Regions from separate parts of the Mus musculus genome. Here regions 1 and 2 are each linked to region 3. The links are chromatin contacts, called in public promoter capture Hi-C maps. All regions are on one chromosome and are shown on one strand. The core of a region is the stretch at or near the end of the contact, and the rest is flanking DNA. Distances in the headings are between cores, read along the strand shown. Region 1 overlaps Brca1 (breast cancer 1, early onset). Region 2 overlaps Nbr1 (NBR1, autophagy cargo receptor). Region 3 overlaps Dhx8 (DEAH (Asp-Glu-Ala-His) box polypeptide 8).

Evidence for each region. Capture Hi-C pulls out chosen DNA fragments and counts their contacts.
Region 1: a contact with region 3 is called in a promoter capture Hi-C map of liver. The contact joins two enhancer-like sites. A contact is called at or near these places in 7 of 484 Hi-C or Micro-C datasets (embryonic stem cells, epiblasts and stem cell-derived primordial germ cell-like cells), 3 of 115 datasets of contacts at active chromatin or transcription factors (all in embryonic stem cells) and 3 of 9 other capture datasets (adipose tissue, liver and pancreatic islet).
Region 2: a promoter capture Hi-C map of liver shows a contact between it and region 3. The contact joins two enhancer-like sites. A contact is called at or near these places in 5 of 484 Hi-C or Micro-C datasets (CD4 single positive thymocytes, embryonic stem cells, nephron progenitors and 2 more), 1 of 115 datasets of contacts at active chromatin or transcription factors (embryonic stem cells) and 3 of 9 other capture datasets (adipose tissue, liver and pancreatic islet).

Annotation. Positions count from the first base shown.
Region 1 is chr11:101,522,948-101,525,960 of GRCm38.p6, forward strand. It overlaps Brca1 (breast cancer 1, early onset), which reads right to left. Exons shown (of 23, transcript NM_009764.3): 10 at 378-3,013. Among named protein-coding and RNA genes, the nearest start is that of Brca1, 28 kb to the right of the region's middle. Within about 2 kb of position 1,679, at least 7 of the 459 cell types and tissues checked have an H3K27ac peak or open chromatin away from gene starts, as enhancers often do. A contact at or near this core is called in liver, where this site is marked.
Region 2 is chr11:101,555,084-101,558,261 of GRCm38.p6, forward strand. Nbr1 (NBR1, autophagy cargo receptor) reads left to right here. Exons shown (of 24, transcript NM_008676.3): 3 at 727-792; 4 at 1,092-1,208. The coding sequence starts at 1,107. Among named protein-coding and RNA genes, the nearest start is that of Nbr1, 4.0 kb to the left of the region's middle. Within about 2 kb of position 1,663, at least 11 of the 459 cell types and tissues checked have an H3K27ac peak or open chromatin away from gene starts, as enhancers often do. A contact at or near this core is called in liver, where this site is marked.
Region 3 is chr11:101,749,531-101,752,666 of GRCm38.p6, forward strand. Dhx8 (DEAH (Asp-Glu-Ala-His) box polypeptide 8) reads left to right here. Exons shown (of 23, transcript NM_144831.2): 12 at 355-536; 13 at 1,348-1,542; 14 at 2,481-2,666; 15 at 2,755-2,965. Among named protein-coding and RNA genes, the nearest start is that of Dhx8, 18 kb to the left of the region's middle. Within about 2 kb of position 1,716, at least 2 of the 459 cell types and tissues checked have an H3K27ac peak or open chromatin away from gene starts, as enhancers often do. A contact at or near this core is called in liver, where this site is marked.

The DNA of each region.
Region 1 (3,013 bases), core at 429-2,928, 230 kb before region 3:
CTAATGCAGGAGACACCGGGGGGAGCCACCTGAAATGGGTGCTGGGAATTCAACTTGGTCTTAGATAGAGCACCACTTTATTTTTTTAATGTGCATTTGTGTTTTACCTGCATGTATAAGTGTGAGGGTAATGGGTTCCCCTGGAATTGAAGTGACCAAAAAAATGTGAGCTGCCACATGGATGCTAGGATTTGAACCTACATCCTCTGGAAGAGCAGCCAGTGCTCTTAACAGCTGAGCCATCTCTCCAGCCTTTCCCCAACCCCCAAAGTACCTACTCTTAACCACCCGAAATCTCTCTAGCCCCAAGAAGGAGATTTGACTGTGTATGTTCAGCCCACTTCTGTAGACTGGGGCAAATAAACCAACAAAACTACCTGAATCTGGGATTATACTATCCTCTTCTTGGTCATTATCCTCTTCTAGGCAAGTTGCCATTTCCTCGTTATCTGAAATCAATTCCTTGTCACTTAGGAAAGCTTCCTCATTCCCACACTGGTGACTCCTCTGTTTGGAAGGTGGAATAAAATTGGAATCCTGGGAGTTTGCATTTGCAGTTGACCCTTGGGCAGCACTGTGCTGTGAAGAGAACATGCTGCCAGAGCATCTTGGATCCTCACTAAACTGATGCTCCTGAGATGCCTCTATCATGATCACCTCATTATTGCAGTCACTGCTGCTACCCTTCCATGGTGCTTGGGTCCCCTCCGCTTTCTCTGGCATACGCTGTGTCACAGCACTGCTGCATCTGGTAAGCTCAGGTGTGTTGCTTATTCTGCTCAGTAAGTGTTGGAAGCAGGGAAGATCTTCATCCTCAGTGGAGTCGCTCTCTTCTGACGATTCTAATTTCCTAGACGCTCTGTGGAGACTCTGAGACTTCGATGCATGGGTTACAGGACTAGGGCTCCTACTGGACTCCCTTCTCAGGATGCTTCCGTTAAAGACAGCAGATCTCTCCATTATGTCACCTTCACCAAAGCTAGTATGTCCCTGTATTTCAACATCATCCAGCAGGTCATCAGGTGTCTCAGAGCAAACCTGAAAAACCTTACCACTCATAGATTGCTCAAGATGGTCTGAGAATAGACATGGAGAGAAGTCTGCACAGACAGCCTCACCCTCCTGCTTTTTTATTTCAAGATACTTATCACTTACAGGAACACTTTGCTGACAGACACCAGGCTGCATACTATCTAATGGAGGCACAGTGTTCACCTTAGGCCCTCTGTTTCTACCTAGTTGTCCTGGGAAGGAGTCACCAGTGGAACATACTTCATGAATACTGCCCGAGCCGGCTTCTTGACAAGCATTTCCTCTGTTATTCAGGCTAACTGTGTGCACTGTACTCTGAAGAATGTTCTCATTTCCCACCGCCATCTCAGTTGATGATGTATGTCTCTCAAATCGTCCCTCTGTCAGAGGTTTCCTATTGTCAGTTTTTATAGATGACCTGATGGGAGAAACTGATTGTTTAAAATGTGAGTTTTGTGAAATTCCTGATTTACCTGTGGCGCTGAGTCCATTCTCCCCGCTTCTGTAATGAGATGATGGACAAAGCCTACAACCTCTATCACACATTGTATCAGCAGCTAGCTTACCTTCTTGACAGGGCACAGGTAAGCCCACTGTGGCCGCAACTGCTTGTACGTGACTGATTTCAAATTCTTCCTGTCCCTGACGTTCTTTTTGTTTACCTTTAGCTGTCACCTTTGGACTCAGTTCCTTTGAGGGCACAGAGTGAGCACAGTCCTTTTGGGGACTTCTAGGTTTTGAAAATAAAGCAAATGACTGACGCTTTGAAACTTGAAATGTATTCTGCAAATACTGAGTATCAAGTTCACTGTCTTCCATTTCTACTTTCTCCTGACTGAGGTTAAGCGCGTGTCTCAAGGGGGGCTTGAGACCCTCTGTGCCACTCCCAGCATTGTTAGAGCCATGGACGAGTTCCTTGGGGTTTTCGCTTGCTACAAACTGAGTCATACACTGAGCGGATCCTGTTCTTGCATATCTGACAGTGTGAGCGTCCAGGACTGAGACACTGTTCTGAGTGTCGTAGTCAGTGTCAGATACCAAGGATACGCTGGTGCTCTCCTCAGATCGGTCAGTGGTTTTGCCACTGGGCTCTCCTCCTAGGACCCGATCCCCGAGTTCTTTGGCACTGTCAGACATTTGGCGTGTTTCAAGTTGCTCTGTTCCTGTTCTCTGAGGGCTGGGATTGACAGGCCCTTGAGATTTTCTAGGACTTGAACAGCTAGTTAATAAACCAGCTTTGTTCATTAATTTCTCTTCTGGGAAAGCATCGCTGGCACGTCTCTTCCTTATGTGTTCATTTGGCTCGTTCTTCTTGGCATCCGCTGCAGGTTCAGTGTCTTCGATGAGTTGAGGCTCTCTAAGGTGCCCGGCTGGCTGTTGGTTGGAATGGTTTTTCTTTGTTTCTTCACTGCTACCACAACTATCGATTTGAAGCTCAGCACAAGTAGGTGGGCTTGGATTTCTACTGATTGGTTCAAGTGGAAGAGCACACCTGATAGAAGACTTCCTCCTCAGCCTATTTTTCTTAGGTGCTTTTGAACTGTGGACGTTTAATTCTACCTCCAAATCACTTACACTGTTGCTTATAGATTTGGCTCCTGCTGTGGAAGCAGGTTCCTTTCTCAATGATTCAGTTGGATGAGCGCTTTTCTCTTTCTGGAGATTACTACCTGCTATTTTGTTCTCCTGACAGTTACTGGTAGTACTCACTGCTTGCTCATTTGGCTCCATTAGGTCAGTTCCCTGATTTATGTTGTCAGGAGTCCTTTGAACACCTGCTGAATCTGCTTTCTTGATGAAGTCCTCAGGTTGAAGGGATGTACTTCTCTTACGTTTTAATTTATTTGTGAAGGGCTGCTCTTGTGTTATCTGTGGTTCTGTAATAAATGTGCCTATAATTTCAGTCACATGGTTCAGGTGAGGGCGGCTTCCCTTTCTCTGATAGGATTTCCCAAATATTTTATCACTGATATTATCCTCT
Region 2 (3,178 bases), core at 413-2,912, 190 kb before region 3:
CCGACTTTAATAATAGATAAGTGATTAAAGAATTACCAGCTTCTTAGGTGTGATAATGGTGGGTTTTACATTTTTTTTCTCATAAATATTTACGAATGAAAGGATGAATATTTTGTCAAGAGAGACATTGTCATGAGACAAGGGTGTAGCTCAGTGGTAGAGTGATTCCCTATCGTCTAGACATCTGTATTCCATTTGCAGCCCCCCACACACAACTGAAAGGAAGGAATACTGGATAACTAAATTAGCTCCCAGTTGGATATTGTGGAAGCTAGCTGATAGGTCCAAAAGGACTCAGCAAGTTCCTTTCTTTACTTTTATATACCTTTAAAATTCCCCATAAGTGATTGTAAGAGGTTCTGGTAGATTGTTGTTGTTGTTGCTGCTTTGTTTTGGTGTTGGTTTGTTTGCTTGCTTATTTTCTGGAGACTTAGTGTTCATTCTGTAACCCAGGCTATTCTTGACCTCCTTACCTAAAATTGGAAATTCCGTCTATTTGTACTCCCCAAGGCAGAGCCCTTGTCTGTGTTAATCCACCTTGCTGGATTACGCTACAGATGCTCAACTATCCAAGCACTGAAATAGGCAGTGAAAAATCTTAGAGACCTAAAACATGTGAAGGGGGTTTTTGTTGATGTGGATAAAATTTAAACTCGTTCAACAGCCGTTTACCCTCCCCACAGCCCACCTCTTTAATCCTAAAGATAGGATCTCATTGTTTCCTAGGCTGACCTAGAACTCTTGGACTTCCATTACCATCCTGCATCAACTTCTGAGTAACTGGGACTACAGGTGTGTGCCCAACTTGGCTTTTCTCTCTAACATAGAAGTTCTATATAAGTGGTAGCTATAACATAAGTGCAGATCTTTATAGCAGTATCTTGAGCATTAGTGTCTTTATTTTTGAGAAGGAAAAATCCTGTGTAACAGTGAGATTTGTAGAAAACACATTACTAGATAGTAATGTCATCATGGGGACATTGTCTGTCTTATTCACTATGATCTTCCAAGTCTAACTTATATATCAGAGCTGAAGCCTCCGGGTGGGTTTTTAATCCCTTCCTCTTCCTTTCATCTACCTGTCCTCTCAGCTCCAGCCAGACAGCATGGAACCACAGGTTACTCTAAATGTGACTTTTAAAAATGAAACTCAAAGCTTTCTGGTTTCGGATCCAGAAAATACAACCTGGGCTGATGTTGAAGCTATGGTAAGTACCGCTTTGTTCTGTTTCTCAGTGGGTTATACACAGATATTTTTCAAAATGTAGCTATTTTGAGCAGTTTATTTTATCCATTTCTGGACCTTTTGGAAAATCATTTTTTACAGGGATTTGGTATTAGTAGAGAATATGTACAAGGAAAAAGGAAGAAACAATTATGTTCCTTTAAACATCTTTAAAATTACATATATTAATTTTTTTGAGAGAGAGCAAAAATCTGGGACAATTTTGGGAGTTGGTTCTCTCTTGTATGAGGTAAAATGATATTTTCAGTGAATTAGGGTTTAGAGACATTCTGGGGATAAGTTAGGCTGTCCTTCCCTGCAGCCAGGCCGTAGTGGGTGTTGTCTGACTGGAGAGCAGGCGCACTGCTGTGTTTGTTACCTGACGAGGATGGGATTTGTGTTTTGCAAGACCGGTCAGTTGCTTTATCGCTGGGTCAAAGGTTGGATGTCTCAGAGCTGGCAGAAAGCAGCGCAGCTCCCATGGGTGCCCATGCAGCAGCTCCTCTGCTCCGTGCTTTGGTTTAGTGTCTTTCATCTTGCTTTGCCCTTTGTACTCTTCTGGTTTGTGGGTTGCCATGGTCAATGTTTTCCTACTTGGGCATCTGTGTTTAATGTAACCATTTTTGGTTACAAATATTTCTTTACCTGGTTTATCTATGTGGGTAACTTCAGCAGGAAGGACATTTTAGAAAGGGGCCTTCCAGTGTGTTACAGTCGTTCCCTGTCTTCCAGCAGTTTCTCTCCATCCTGCCCTAGGCAGGTGGCTATTGAGGAAGCAGTGGGGTCCTGTTAAATGATCTGAGCACCAGATTTCTTTCTTTCTCTAGCAGCTGTTGGGTGAGTTGGCAGCTTGCCCTTTTTTTTTTTTTTTTATTGGAACTTGTTTTGTTTTGTTTTGTTTTGTTTCGCTTGAGTAGCCCTGGCTGTCCTGGAACTCACTCTGTAGACCAGGCTGGCCTAGAACTCAGAAATCCACCTGCCTCTGCCTCCCAAGTGCTGAGATTAAAGGTGTGCATCACCTTGCCTGGCTGGAATTTTTTTTTTTTCTTTTTTTAAGATTTATTTTATGTATGTGAGTACACTGTCGCTGTCTTCAGACACACCAGAAGAGGGCATCAGATTTCATTGAAAATGATTGTTAGCCACCATGTGGTTGCTGGGAATTGAACTCAGGACCTCTGGAAGAGCAGTCAGTGCTCTTAACCACTGAGCCATCTCTCCAGCCCGGAAATTTTTAAATTATATCCTACATGTGCAGTTCACGTCTTCTTTAAATAGCCAGAGAAAACAGCCCGAGGAACTTCCCACATTTCCATGTTCATGCGGTTATCTGGTAGGGTCATACAGTCTTCTACATCTTGCTTTTCTTGCCCAACAGTATATTGTAGCTGTGGTTCCTCGTCAGTAGACACAGCAATCTTAGTCTTTTACAGCTGAGTCCACGGTGTTCTTAGTATTGCTGGACGATGTGGATAGGACCATTACTTACTGATTTCCCCACCAAGGTTTTCTTTCTTTTCCCATTATAAAATAGACAGGACCTACATCTCAGTATGAGTAACTTATGTGTGGTTCTATAGAGTAGAGTCTATCCAAAGGTTGTGTGTGTGTGTGTGTGTGTGTGTGTGTGTGTGTGTGTGTGTGTGTGAGAGAGAGACAGATAGGGACTGGAGAGATGGCCCAGTGATTAAGAACACTGGCAGCTCTTCCAGAGGACCCTGTTGGATTTCCAGCACCCAGGTGGCAGCTCACCGCTCGCTATCTGTAACTGCAGTCTCAGAACGTCAGCCATCCTCCTCTTTCCTTTGCAGGCAGCGCACTCATGTGATGCACAGGCATATGTGAAGGCAAACACTCAGATGCATCAAATGAAAAGCATTTTCATAGATAGTGCCAAGTGGTCCACAGAATAATTATAACAATGCACAGAAAAAATGACTCAATGCCTAGAAG
Region 3 (3,136 bases), core at 466-2,965:
CCATCTCTCCAGCCCACCAAAATTCTCTTTAGCTTGCTCATTCTTTTGCTCCTAATTCAGGCCACAAATTTTTGGGTTAACCTTGAAAACATTAAAGCAGGTGGAAGGAACCAGGTTCAAAGCACCACACACTGTAGGAGGTATCCAGAGTGTGCCAGCTTGAGAGAGAGAAAGCAGACCAGCGAAGGCAAAAGGGGAAAGAGGTTTCTTTTGGAGGGATGGAGACATTGTAAAATTAGGTGGTGGTGATGGCTGCACAGCTTTGGGAGTGTATTAGAAGCCACTGAGCTAACACTTGAGAAAAATGGTATATAGCCGTAGCCTGAGACAGAACTAAATTTGTTTTCCTTTCAGCGGAAGGCAGGCAGATCGCTGCCAACATGAGGGGGATTGGGATGATGCCCAACGACATTCCTGAGTGGAAGAAGCATGCCTTTGGGGGCAACAAAGCTTCTTATGGGAAGAAGACCCAGATGTCAATCCTTGAGCAGAGAGAGAGCCTGCCCATCTACAAACTGAAGGAGCAGCTGGTGCAGGTAAGAGGCCATTTTGGGGTGAGGGATGGGGTGTATATTGGGGTGCTGGAGCTCAAATCTGATCAAGCACTGTTCTACTAAGCTATATCCCCAGACTTTCTATTATTTATTTGTCTGTGTGTTTGTGCGTTTACTTACATATGTGTGCGATTTAGGGGCCATGGCATGTGATTGGGTCAGAGGACGTTTTGTGTGTTGAGTGTCTTTACCTGTACATGGGTCAGACTCAGGCTTGTGTTGAAGCATCTTTAGCATGGAGCCGTCTCACTGGCTCCTTATTTGATCTTTTTTAGGCATGACTTCGTTCTAGGTAGCACAGGCTGATGGGAGCTCTGTGTCCCAGACGGGCCTCAAACTAATGATGACCATCCTCTTCCCTCAGCCTCCCCCGGGCTGTGATGCAGTTGTGAGCACCACACCTGCCATGAAGATTTTTTTTAAATAGGTCTAATGAACTTGAACTACAAATATTCCTGCCTTAGTTTAGAATTATGGGTGTGTACCACTACATAGTACTAGGAAGCAAGCTGGTCAATATTCTCCCAATTGAGCTACATTTCCCCAGCCCTTTCTTTTAGTTTTCTAAGATAGTCTCATATATCCTAGTTTTGCCTGTGTGTGTGTCTGCAGCATGTGCATGCCTGTTGCCTGAAGAAGTCAGAAGAGAGCACTAGGACTACTGGGCTGTAATGTGGATGCTGGGATTGGAAACCAGGTCTTCTATGAGAGTCCAGTGCTCTTAATGGCTGAGCCAGCTCTCCAGCTCCTGTGGCAAATGTTAACAAATACATTTACATTACGCTTCTTTCAGGCTGTGCATGACAATCAGATCCTAATTGTAATTGGAGAGACAGGGTCTGGGAAGACAACACAGATCACCCAGTACCTGGCAGAGGCAGGCTATACTTCCAGGGGCAAGATTGGGTGTACCCAGCCCAGAAGAGTGGCAGCTATGTCTGTGGCCAAAAGAGTCTCAGAAGAGTTTGGTTGTTGCCTTGGTCAAGAGGTGAGTGGTCGGAGAAGCTGCTGTGTGAACCAGAAGAAAAATAGTCCCAGATAATTTATCTATAAAATGAGAATATTATTACATCTTTTTAGATTTCTCCCAAAGGAGGCAGATTTTCATTGTCAACAAATAATTCAGGCTAAAGTCCAGAGCAGGGCAGAGTTTACCAGTGGAAACCTCTGTGACCTGTAATTTCCTCTCTACCAGGACTGTGAAGGTCAGTCCAGCTTACGTTTGCTTCTTTGTGGGGTCTTTCTTCCACCATTTAAACCTTGTAACACTAGATTAGAAAGAAAAATGGTGGGTAGAAAGATCCCTCAGTATAATCAGGGTCTGTCAGGGGTGATGTTATCATTAGACTGTGTCCTGCTGCTTAGGGGACTCAGTTCCGTGGGGCAAGTTGGATCTTTGCTGTTAGGATATCTACTAAGGTAGCTGTCCTGTGACCAACAGCCAGCACCATTCTGAGCCGTAGCATTTATGTATCCTCTGAAAAGTCCCCAGCATTTCAAGCATCAGGCACAATCGTGGCCCTGCTAGAGTACGAGGCAAATCATCAACTTTTGTGGACAATTTGAAGTAGCCCCATAGCCCACAGCTGGGATTAAAATGAAAACATAATATTACAATATTTCTGTTTTTTTTTTAAAGATTTATGTATCTATTTATTTATTTATCTAATATGAGTCCACTGTCGCTCTCTTCAGACACACCAGAAGAGGGCATCAGACCCTATTACAGGTGTTTGGGAGCCACCGTGTGGGTGCTAAAAATTGAACTCAGGACCTCTGGAAGAGCAGTCAGTGCTCCTAACCGCTGAACCAGCCCTATTTCTGTATTTTTAAAAGAAACCAGAATTCTAAAATTGTCACTACAGGCCAGTCTGGTGATTTCACAAAGAGACCCTGTGTCTTGCGTTTCCTTCTGTCCTGCTGTAGGTGGGCTACACCATTCGATTTGAGGATTGCACCAGCCCAGAAACAGTCATCAAGTACATGACAGATGGCATGCTGCTAAGAGAGTGCCTGATTGACCCCGATCTCACTCAGTATGCCATCATTATGTTGGATGAAGCACACGAGAGGACCATTCACACAGATGTGCTCTTTGGATTGTTGAAAAAGGTAACTAAGTAAACGCTGGACTAGGATTTGAATGTGCTGTGATATTTTGCTGTTCTTTTTTAGTAAGCTGTCTTACATTTCCCTTTAGACAGTTCAAAAACGACAAGACATGAAGCTGATTGTCACCTCAGCCACGCTGGATGCGGTGAAGTTTTCTCAGTACTTCTATGAAGCACCCATCTTCACAATCCCAGGTCGAACCTATCCAGTGGAAATTCTGTACACAAAGGAGCCGGAAACAGACTATTTGGACGCTAGCCTGATCACGGTCATGCAGATCCATCTGACAGAGCCGCCAGGTGAGGGCACGGATCCTCTTCCTCTGGGAGTGTATCTTCTGCTAGTCTTGTGAAACACATTTGAAGTTTGCTCTTTGTAAGCCTCAGGCATGTGTACTTGGAATAGTGATGGAAATGTTTAAATGCACTTATTTGAGTGCAGATGGATTGAAACCTCTTGGTTTATTTATT